Regions from separate parts of the Mus musculus genome. Here regions 1, 2 and 3 are each linked to region 4. A link is a contact called in public ChIA-PET, Micro-C and promoter capture Hi-C data. All regions are on one chromosome and are shown on one strand. The core of a region is the stretch at or near the end of the contact, and the rest is flanking DNA. Distances in the headings are between cores, read along the strand shown. Region 1 holds the start of Dll4 (delta like canonical Notch ligand 4). Region 2 holds the start of Mga (MAX gene associated). Region 3 holds the start of Rad51 (RAD51 recombinase). Region 4 holds the start of Oip5os1 (Opa interacting protein 5, opposite strand 1).

Region 1 (2,700 bases), core at 131-2,630, 270 kb before region 4:
CAACCCCCGCCCGCACTGATCTTATCGTCCGACCATAGCCAGCAATCACCACGCGGGAGGGCTGACAGCTGAAGCCACAGGGCCCCCACCGCTCTCACTGTAGGAGAGAGAGAGAGAGAGAGAGAGAGAGAGAGAGAGAGAGAGAGAGAGAGAGAGAGAGAGAGAGAGAGAGAGAGAGAGAGAGAGAGAGAGAGAGAGAGAAATCTAGCACCCCCCAAAACTGGGAGAAGCCAGCCCTCCCCGGTCTGCAGCCTCGGGGGAGCACGACGGGTTCTGGGAAAGCAGCTGCAGGGTTTGCGCTCGGAGGCCACCCGGGAGAGGCGCGCGTGTGACATGGGTGAAACCACCCGAAACTCAAACAACTCTATGCGCCTCCAGTTCCACCCTACATCCTGCCCTATGCAGAGAGATCTAGACCTGATCAGCCTCAAGCTCTCTCACCTTGCCTCTCAAGTGGCCCAAGGAAATTCTGGAATTAAGAAAGTTTCCTCCCTACTCCAGCGGAGCTAGGGGACGCGGGTGGGGGCCAGGATGAGGATATGGAGACCAAGCGCGACCCAGGTGAGATAGGCACTGAGGGAAAAGACTAGAACCTCATTACCATACAGCTGAGGACCCCCCCCCCACTTCGAGAACCACGCCCCCCACCTCTCTTTCGAACCTCTAGTCCTGGCTCTAGCACGAGCCAGGAGGGAGTGGGGGTGGGGGACAAAGAGAGAAGGCACGCGCTGGGCACGCCCTGCTGCTTGAGGTGACACGCCTACCAGGTGCAGAGAAGACCAGAGTCCTAGACGCTTGGCCCTTTGCCTTGCTTGGAATAGCCAGGGAAAGGTTAAGGCGTCGGATGGCTTCCCTGCGGTGCTGGGGACGCGTGGAGGGTGGGCACACATAGGCTGGAGGCCAGCGAGGCAGGAGCTACCTAAAGTCTGGAAAGGAAAGGGAGATCCAAATCCCCTGGTCCTGCTTTTTGCTTTCCTAGTTTAAGCTTTCCCCACCTGCTAGAGGACTGTAGGTATCTAATGCCTGGATCAGGTGCACCGCCTACGGGGACCCCTTAGAGTTTCCACCCCCTGGACCATTCGGGAACCACCTCACCTCCCGCCGCATCACTGGGCTACCCTCCTATCCTCTGGTGGCGAGGGTCTCAGCCTTTAAGCAGACGATCTCTAAGGACTGCTCGCCGGGCACGCGCAGAGCTGGAAGCCCAGAAGTTGGAAGAGGGGCGGGGACCTGCGCCCTACTGGCTGGCTGACAGGGGGAGCGGCGGGGGCGGAGGCCCCCTCCGGTGGGTGCTGGGACTGTAGCCACTAGAGGCCTGGAGGGGAGGGGAGAGTGACCGTGAGTCTGTCTGACTGACAGGCTGCGAAGAGCAGCCAATATATATAAGAAAGGCTCTGGAGCAAGCAGGTTTCAGTAGCGGCGCTGCTCGCAGGCTAGGAACCCGAGGCCAAGAGCTGCAGCCAAAGTCACTTGGGTGCAGTGTACTCCCTCACTAGCCCGCTCGAGACCCTAGGATTTGCTCCAGGACACGTACTTAGAGCAGCCACCGCCCAGTCGCCCTCACCTGGATTACCTACCGAGGCATCGAGCAGCGGAGTTTTTGAGAAGGCGACAAGGGAGCAGCGTCCCGAGGGGAATCAGCTTTTCAGGAACTCGGCTGGCAGACGGGACTTGCGGGAGAGCGACATCCCTAACAAGCAGATTCGGAGTCCCGGAGTGGAGAGGACACCCCAAGGGATGACGCCTGCGTCCCGGAGCGCCTGTCGCTGGGCGCTACTGCTGCTGGCGGTACTGTGGCCGCAGGTAATGTCTCACGTCCTCTCCGCCCCCTCCCGCAGCGCTCCGGGCTTGCGCCCCGGCCCCGGCTGAGCCTGACCGCTCTCCTCCCTCCTTCTCTCGGTCCCTGTGCAGCAGCGCGCTGCGGGCTCCGGCATCTTCCAGCTGCGGCTGCAGGAGTTCGTCAACCAGCGCGGTATGCTGGCCAATGGGCAGTCCTGCGAACCGGGCTGCCGGACTTTCTTCCGCATCTGCCTTAAGCACTTCCAGGCAACCTTCTCCGAGGGACCCTGCACCTTTGGCAATGTCTCCACGCCGGTATTGGGCACCAACTCCTTCGTCGTCAGGGACAAGAATAGCGGCAGTGGTCGCAACCCTCTGCAGTTGCCCTTCAATTTCACCTGGCCGGTAAGCACAACTTAAATGCACCGGGAGATAACCGAAGGGAAAGAAGGGAGCGCCGGGACACCAGAGCTCCTTTCCAAAGCGCTCTCTGGAGAGCCCCAAGGGCTCTTTCTCTTCTGCCCCCGCCCCCCTGTTCTCTCATAGGATCATCCCGGAGAGGCTTTGGTTAGTCTTTCCTCCCAGTTTCTTCCCTTTCCTTCTCCCCAATTCTTGGGATACGAATTTCATTACCAAACCCCCAACGCGGCGCCGCCCGCCCACCCCCCGGCTCTCACTTACACTCCCGCATCCCTCATCCCTCCCCTGCCTTCTCAGCTCGCGCGCAGCGCTGCGCGAACACCAGTTATGTTGAGCCGAGCTCCGTAACTATATCCTGCAATTAGATTAATTAAACAGGCTGCTGCGAGGCACCCCCTCCTTTCCCTCCCTGCTGATATCGCTATCTCTAATGTCCCCCACCCCCCCTTTTGCTTCCCAGGGAACCTTCTCACTCAACATCCAAGCTTGGCACACACCGGG
Region 2 (2,700 bases), core at 87-2,586, 300 kb after region 4:
ATCTCCTCAGGAATAAATAGCTAAGTGAAACGAAGCAAGTCAGATCAACCCTGTTGGCTATCCTTGTCCTTCCTCTTGGCTCCATCCTTACATTCTTGGTTTCCTTCAAAGTGTTTGTATTGTCACTTAGCACAAAATAAGTTTTTCTATTATCTCTTGAGAGTGAAAAGTTTGGGAATATGGACTGCATTTTATGTTTTCTACTTAATTATTTCGTAATTACTCCTTTTCACTTTAAACATTTACTGGTAGGTTAGCAGCATGAAAGTAGTAAATGGTAGAGAAAAAAACCTAAAATTTTTGATGTTTGGTTGAGAATTATTGCTCTCTGACTTAGTTTGGCAATTGTCTGACATACTTGTTGGTTAATGTTTTCTTTACATTTTTAAGCTTCATTGTCTTGAAGAAGCAACAACAACAACAAAAATATACATTGTTGGTTAATGTTTTCTTTACATTTTTAAGCTTCATTGTCTTGAAGAAGCAACAACAACAACAAAAATATTCTTGACCATTTCTTTTTAAGACATCTTTCATCTTGGTATCAGGCAATTTAGTGGCAGCTCTTTTTCCTTTATAGAACCTTTCTTTGCTTTGCTTTTCATTCCAGCACGGTGTCTTGGCAGCCTAGCCTACTCTGGAACGTGAACTCACTATAGAATTCAGGTTAGCCTCGAACTCGCAGCAATCCTGCTTCAGCCTCAGTGTTGAGAATATAGGCATAAACTTCCATTCTCTGCGCTCAACAAGGCTTTCTCGAATTTTCCTAGTGTTCTTTGTTGGCGAATATTGGAAAATTGCTTACTCTTCTTTCGTGGTGTTTGCTTCAAGCTTTTCCAGTGTTCTGGTACTTTCCAACCCCATAGCACTTTGTACAGGAGGTCCTCCGTTTTTTTTTTTTTTTTTTTTTTTTTTTTGAAGGATTTGCGAAGCCAGGAGGTCTATGAAGCTTCATGTGGGTGGGGCTGGGTACGGCAGGGGCGGGGCCGGTGAGAAGTCTCTGGGAAAGGCTGAAGAGTCTTGTTGGGAAAGGCCTGGAGGGCAGTGGTTTCAGAATTTTCACGAAGGCTTCGAATACAGGATTGAGCGTATTGTGTACCTCTCTCCTGTCTCTCCTTTCCTGATTCTGGAAGCTTCATAAGTTCTTTCTGGATTACTAAAATGCGAAAAGGCTACGGCTTCGGCTCCGTGGGCGGAACCCAAGGGTCCTGACGCTGCTCCGGGCTGTTTGGCCTCCTGATGTTGGGGGAGGGGCAAAGAGGTGCTGCTCGCGCCTCCCTATGCGCCTGCGCGGTCGGCTCCAAGCTGGTAGGAGCGCGTGCGCAGTGACGTGGACATCCGGTGCGTGCGCAGGCTCTTCAGCTGAAGCGGACACACGGTGTGCGAACCCTTCAGAATAACCCTCCCCTAGAGGGATGTGAAGGACTCGGGGTGAGGCCGGCCACGCCCCGCACGGTAACTCTCGGGCCTGGGTGGAGGGCGTCGCTTCAATAGTGGCCCGATTGGAGTTTTTTTGAGTTTAAACCACTTGTGTATTTGAACGGCTTGCCCAGCGTTCCGCAGAGAGAGCTTCGCACGCCTGGGCCTGGCTGGGCCTTACGCTGTGCAGCCTTTGGTCCCTTGAGCGAGTTGCGCATGTCATCTCGCACGCCTCCCCGACCTCACTTCCGTGTCGCTCGGAGAACTAACTAGGAACATCGACGCCGGAGACCGAGACCACGAGGCGGGCGGGGTGAGAAGTGCCTACGGCACGGCCCTGCCCTCGCGTGCGTGGGGTGTTGAACAGCATGGCACGTTCCGCGTGACGATTTCTAGCCTGGTTATCGATGGAATAAGCACAGGTTTTAAGAGTTCAGCTCTCTGAGTTTCAACTCTCCGAGGGAAACAACCAATGTCTGTTTCTCCAAGGAACTGGATGCAGTGTTTTGACACCTATTCAAACATTTCCTAGCGTGTAATTTCGGGTCAAATTGAGGCAAGGCCCCGAATTTAATGAGGGGGCGATGAGTGAGTTGAATGAGAGTGAGAACTTTGTAAACAAAGGAGCTGTGATTTGTAAGTGCTAATTCGAAGGCGGAGAAAACAGGTAGGGAACAGGTGGTGGTTCCTTTTTCTCTTTCTGGGGTAACCTGACTGGTTTTCTGTCCATAGGACTTCCCGTTTCTGTTGAATTTTCAAGTACGTCTTTGAGTCGAGTGTAAGGTGCGCAAGGGCATTAGCCTTCTCTTTCGTTCCCCAAGAATGTCTCTTTTTCTCTGGCAAAAGGATGGTAGCAGGCATGGGTGAAGAGTGCCTGAAGAGTGGCTTGATTAGTAGAACGGGAAAAATCTCCGTCTGAGGGAGACCCACTCTTGTTCGCGTCGCCGAAGCCGACACGTGGATCTTGAGAAGTTAGGGCTCACTTATGCTCAGTCTGTGGGTGTTGTTGAGCTTGCCAAGCTTGCGTGTCCAAGTGCTTGGTCAACTCTGCCTGTCTTGCTGGCTTTTTGCGCACGACGCTGCTGCAGTTAAGGTGCAGGAGAGTAGCGAGAGGACTGCTGGGAAATGGGCTGGCGGGGTGACTAGTTGTGTAGTCTCCAAGGTAACCGAAAGCGGCTGAACAGCCTTAGGAACACAGGGTTCCGCCTGGCTGCACGTGATCCTTGGGACTCTACCCTGGAAGAGTTTTCTTTGCGACATTTTTTTCATGTTTGTGGCTAG
Region 3 (2,700 bases), core at 96-2,595, 480 kb before region 4:
AAGGTCCTGAGTTCAAATCCCAGCAACCACATGGTGGCTCACAACCATCCGTAACGAAATCTGATGCCCTCTTCTGGAGTGTCTGAAGACAGCTACAGGGTACTTACATATAATAAATAAATCTTAAAAAAAAAATTACCTAGGGCTGAAGAGATGGCTCAGCAGTTAGGAGCACTGAGTCCAGTTCCCAGTAACCACATGGTGGCTCACAACCATCTGTAAATGGAATCACAACCATCTGTAAATGGAATCTGATGCCCTCTGGATGTCTGAAGACAGCTACAGTGTACTCATTAAATATAAGTAATTTTCAGCTAAGCATGCAGCTACGTTGTTGAAGTGCTTGTGTGGCATGCATACAATCCAGGATTCAATCCCCAACACAGAACATAGTAATGTTCCAGCAGTACAGGAAACAAAGGTGGGAGAAGGATTGTCATTCTTGGCATAGAGTTAAGGAGCCGGGCGGTGGTGGCACACGCCAGCACTTGGGAGGCAGAGGCAGGCGGATTTCTGAGTTCGAGGCCAGCCTGGTCTACAAAGTGAGTCCAGACAGCCAAGGCTACACAGAGAAACCCTGTCTCGAAACCAAAAAAAAAAAAAAAAAAAAAAAAAAAAGAGTTCAAGGAGTATGAGATCTTGTCTGAAAACACCTAGATGTATAACAAGAAACATACGAAGTTCCTGGCAAACTCCACAAACCTTTACTTTATTCAATTTTGCTCCTACTTTTCTGGAGTAACCACTACAAAGCGAGAGAAGAAAAAAAACACTAGAGAGTGAGTTATTTCGCTTTAGTTTTTGGTAGTTTTATGAATGTATATATTTAGATTATATCCACCGGTCCCAACCCCCGCCCAATTAAAAGGTTTTTTTTTTCCACCTCGCTGATTCCCACACTGGTTTTCTAATCGCTGGCTCCATTCGCAGGTTTTATCTTTATTCCAGCTTCTTCATCTCTGCCGCCCACAGAGACCAAGAGAACACCTGGTTCCAAAGCATACCATCCCAACTACCAAAGATCCACACTCTGCCAGAACTGGCCAAAGCCTTTCTGACCGAAGTCCACATCCGCTGTGCAAGAAGTTTTGCAGAGGTGCTTCCGCAGCAGTGCATTCTGGGTTATGTAGTCCTGGGCTGATCACATCGTCTTTGCAGACTTGTAGTCCTCAGTCGGGTAACCAGAAAGGCCGGATCAGAACAATCATAAAGGAAGGGAAGAGTGACCCTACGAAATCACTCGGCTTCAAAGCCGTCCGGCATGTCCGTCAGGTTCGCAGCAGAAGCGGAAGTAGGTATGAGGCGGGTCGGAGAAAGGCGTGATGACGTTGCAGCGATAGGAGCGTGAGGATTTGGCGGGATTTCCGAAAGTCGCGCGCCGTGCGCAGATCCGCGCCTGGGCAAAGCCGAGGCGCTCCCACAGGTGTGGCCAGGAAGACTGAAATTTTTCGTAGAAAACCTGACAGAGGAGCAACGAAGCGCGTTCGAGCCGGGTGAAGTGGGGGGAGTGTGGTGTGTGCAGAGCCGGCTGCCCGGAGGAGCGAGCGGCCCGTGGCCGCGGGACAGGTGAGTGTGCGGCGCCGGCGCACCCCTTCCATGGCCGCTCGGCTTCTTGAGCCGGCTCAGGCCAGTGCTCCCGTAGCCAGCTTTGTGGGTCCCCTCTACGCTGAGAAACCGGAGAAAGGCGGAGCAGGGCGACCAACCGACCGACGCTAACTGACCCACTGAATTCGTTGTGGAGAAAACCGACCTGTACTTCAAGCATTTGTTTTGAGACCCGAGGTCACGACCTAGGCTGGGCAGGGCTCGAACTGCTACCCTTAGTCTCCCAATGCTGGGATTTACAAACTTTCAGGTTCACTTCTGTGGTCCGGACGCAGGAAGCTGAGATCAGAGAAAAGTGCTCACAGCTGTTACGTAGTAGGGCCAGGGCTAACAGATTCTTGGTTACTTTAAAATGAGGGTAGTGGCTGGTCTCTCTGGAGACTGAAGTAGAAGGCCCCAGAGTTCAAAGATTGCGTAAGCAAAAGAGTAGCAAAGACCGAGAAATAAAACAAATTTCTAAAGAGAATCTTGGCTAGATGACTCACCTATATAATCGTAGCACTTGGGAGAGGCAGGAGGATGACAGTTTCAAGACCATCCTGAGCCACAAATGGAAGAGCTGTCTCAGAAAAGGAAAAGTGAAGAACAGGGGCTGGAAGGTGGCTCTGCTGTTAAGAGCACTTGCTGCTCTTCCCAAGGAACTGAGTTCAGCTCCTGTACCCACATGGTGGCTTACAACCAACCATAACTCCAGTTCCAGGGGATCCAGTGCCGCCTTCTGACCTCAGATACCAGGCATGCTTGTGGTACGCACACATGTATGCAGGCAAAATTCTCATGAACAAAAAAGAAATCTAAAAGGAACTTCCAAGAAATAAAAATAAAATGAAGTATAAAATACAAAGATGTATAAAATACAAGTGTATACGTGAGTGAATACAAAGTGAATATATTGGGGGCTAGAGAGAGGGCTCAGTGGTTAAGAGCACTGACTGCTCTTTTGAAGGTCCCAAGTTCAAATCCCAGCAACCACATGGTGGCTCACAGCCATCAGTACAACTGCAGTGTACTCATATACATAAAATAAAATCTTTCAAAAACAAGACAACAAAAAAAGAATGTATCTATGTAATCACTAATAGACTGCTGTTACCA
Region 4 (2,700 bases), core at 187-2,686:
GTAACAGCCCTGCAGTGTCACCTGAACCCCTGCTTAAGTGAGTTGAGGAGGGACAAGACTGTTTCTGCTGGTTCTTTGGGCAGCCCTTCGGCTTAGCCCAGGCCTCATTGCTTGATATCGCTCCTTTGGATTACTGTTGTCTGTGCATCTGTCTGTCCCTACTCAGTCCTGCACCTCACCATATTCCTCCGTTGACACTCACCTGGACCCCTCAGCTAGCTTCAATACTCTGTGTCTTTCTAAATGAGTTCATCAATATCTAACTGTGGTGACTTTTCCCATTTATATCAGCTCTGTCTGGATGTAGTAAAACCTCACTGAACACAGAGGTTTGTGTAATCCTTTGCAGGCCTTCTGTAGTCTAAGTATATACAGATATACAGTGTGCCTATTCATACACAGAGACATACGGTGCAGTGATGTGTGATCTGATAGTAGCTAACACTCAAAGAACCTGTCTTTGGATGGAGGACATTGTTGCTCACTTGAGATTCAGGACATAACCAGTGTGGTAATTCTGTTACATTGCAATTTGAGGCCAGCCTGGGATACACAAGGTCTCTGTCACCAGCCCAGCTATAAAGGGAAATCAAGGCTGATGGCCAGTTGCAGCCAATAAATCAATGTAGCTTGTGAATTTATTATTATTCAATAGGTTCTAACATTCTAATAATAATAACGAATAATGTAATTATTATTATTATTATTATTTTATTAGCCAATAGATTCAATAGACAACTGTGTTTTGTCTTTGTATGGCATAGCATCCTTATCACAGAGGGAAGCATAGAAATTTGGATTTAATAAATGGCCTAGTGATAACCCCGTCATTTAGGAAGCACTGCTTATCCAGAAGAACGTGTGTCATCACCTGGAAGAGTCACACTATTGCCTTCACTACCTCTCCTGGAAATACCGCTAAAGGATCTCTAAATCCTACAACTGGAACAAACAACAAATGCAGTTTAACATTTTCTCAGGCAGCGGGCAGGCCCTTTTAAGGTGAGGAAAACTACGCTACTGTATTGACCTTTAAACAGCAGGCAACATTCTCTCAAGTGGGTCAAAGTCAGAAGAACTGACACCATGAAATTGTTCCTCTGGGTGTAGTGTTAGTCCGGGTATAAAAATCCTTTAGCCAAGAGAGGAATTACTAGTAACAGTATATTTTTACAGTAACGATAATTTAAAATAGTCATTTGGCCTTGTAGTGCTATCTTACTAAAAAGTGAGACTGCCTCCGTGCGGAATGTTTTTCCTCAAGTGAATTACAACAACCCTTTTCCTCCTTAACTTCAACTGGAGCACTAAGCTCCAACAACAAAAAATAGAACCAGAGAGAGGGATTGATTGAAGTACTTCCCAGCCAATCCGCGATGGAAAAAGAGCGCGCGAGCAAGGTGCTGTCCAATCATCACTCGGAGGCGGGGCGGAGCCTTTCGCGCCTCCGCCCCTGGGTTGGCGGACAGGGGAAGGAGCGAAGATGGCGGAGTGAGGCGTGCCCCGGGCAGCTGGCCTGCGGGCCCGGGGCAGGCCTCCCGTGAGAAGCGGAGTACTTGTGCTGGACCGTGTGAGGTGAGCTGAGAAGTCCGTCTGTCTATCGGGAGACGAGCAGCCGGTGGGGCGGCACAACTCGGGACGGGGTAGCGGCGAGCCTAATGAGGGAGCCGGCGAGGCCTGGGCCTGACAGGGCTTTGCATTCGCAGCCGCGTCCGGTCGGCTCCGCCGCCTCCGGGTATGTGGCCGCGTCCTTCCCTTACCAGCGCTCCACGCCCTTCCTTGCGCCCTTCGCTTTGGCCGCTGCGTGCTTTGCCCTGGTTCTCTGAGTTGCACGTACGCCGGCCGTATCGGGAAGCCGCTGTGTGCACCTCCCTTTTATTTTTCTAAGACTATCTCTGTATTGTTTGACCCTTTACCGAAGGCGTCACCGGTTGAGGTTGACAGGCCTGTTGCAGCTCTGGGCATTTTGTGTCCCTGGCGCGTTGACCTTGAGATTTGCTGTAAGAGGCTCCCTCTGGTATTTTCATTTGAGTATGTGTATTACAGATAGACTCTTGCAGCCTTTACCTCATACTCGCCCCTGCCAAACTTTTATGACCGTAGTAAGCAGCTTTGTCCTTGGACGTCCTGATAATGCCCTTATGGCGCATTAGTTTCGGCAAACGGGTCTCAGTGGAATTCACCTATGTTGATTTCTTACCCAGGATCAAGGGAAACGGCTTACGATGCTTTTCTTTTCGTTTTTTTAGAACTATAGTTCTGGAAGTACTGCTGGAATCTCATTTGTGTAGTTGGTGTACACTGGTGACAGTGTAGTACTAACAAGATATTTATATTTGATTCTTATTTAATTTTATCTCTTTGTAATTGGGAGCCCCCTTACTTTTATTGGTATTCAGCTAAATTCTCGGAAAGTCTTTGCTTCTGAATTCTGGATCGGGGAGACATTTGCTGCGTGTGTTGGTGCTCAGGGCCAGAAATTTACATCTATCAAAACCTTGTTTCAGAAATAAACTGGCATATTAGTGAGAGCCAGTTCAAATGGAAAAATCATAATGTGAGTGAATGTTTGTGATAGATTATATGGTTTTTGTTAGCCCTAGACTTAGCAGAGCTGAAGCAGGAAGCACTTGCTTAGGGGGTGAAAAAAAAACCAAAAAACAAAACCCCTCCCCTTTAGCACAAGTAGTTTTTCTTTTT

Evidence for each region. Promoter capture Hi-C pulls out the DNA fragments that hold promoters and counts their contacts. Hi-C and Micro-C count contacts between places; a contact is called where the count stands out from the background. ChIA-PET counts read pairs in DNA pulled down with a chosen protein or histone mark.
Region 1: a Micro-C map of embryonic stem cells shows a contact between it and region 4, with 2.0 times the contacts expected there. The contact joins the promoter of Dll4 here to the promoter of Oip5os1 in region 4. A contact is called at or near these places in 9 of 39 promoter capture datasets (cranial neural crest, frontonasal cranial neural crest, hematopoietic stem and progenitor cells and 5 more), 1 of 15 datasets of contacts at CTCF or cohesin (the NIH/3T3 cell line) and 4 of 484 Hi-C or Micro-C datasets (B cells, Th1 cells and embryonic stem cells).
Region 2: a promoter capture Hi-C map of erythroid cells shows a contact between it and region 4, with 13 times the contacts expected there. The contact joins the promoter of Mga here to the promoter of Oip5os1 in region 4. A contact is called at or near these places in 3 of 39 promoter capture datasets (erythroid cells, hippocampal neurons and pre-B cells), 1 of 484 Hi-C or Micro-C datasets (embryonic stem cells) and 1 of 115 datasets of contacts at active chromatin or transcription factors (memory CD8 T cells).
Region 3: an RNA polymerase II ChIA-PET map of effector CD8 T cells shows a contact between it and region 4, with 7 read pairs. The contact joins the promoter of Rad51 here to the promoter of Oip5os1 in region 4. A contact is called at or near these places in 1 of 39 promoter capture datasets (pre-B cells), 3 of 115 datasets of contacts at active chromatin or transcription factors (effector CD8 T cells, embryonic stem cells and pro-B cells) and 1 of 9 other capture datasets (adipose tissue).

Annotation. Positions count from the first base shown.
Region 1 is chr2:119,324,404-119,327,103 of GRCm38.p6, forward strand. Dll4 (delta like canonical Notch ligand 4) reads left to right here and starts at 1,381. Exons shown (of 11, transcript NM_019454.3): 1 at 1,381-1,803; 2 at 1,912-2,184; 3 at 2,660-2,700. The coding sequence starts at 1,738. Gm14207 (predicted gene 14207) reads right to left here and starts at 1,794. Exons shown (of 4, transcript NR_030683.1): 1 at 1,578-1,794; 2 at 765-926; 3 at 442-573.
Region 2 is chr2:119,895,892-119,898,591 of GRCm38.p6, forward strand. Mga (MAX gene associated) reads left to right here and starts at 1,337. Exons shown (of 24, transcript NM_013720.2): 1 at 1,337-1,455.
Region 3 is chr2:119,111,469-119,114,168 of GRCm38.p6, forward strand. Rad51 (RAD51 recombinase) reads left to right here and starts at 1,346. Exons shown (of 10, transcript NM_011234.5): 1 at 1,346-1,566.
Region 4 is chr2:119,592,860-119,595,559 of GRCm38.p6, forward strand. Oip5os1 (Opa interacting protein 5, opposite strand 1) reads left to right here and starts at 1,437. Exons shown (of 3, transcript NR_027832.1): 1 at 1,437-1,575.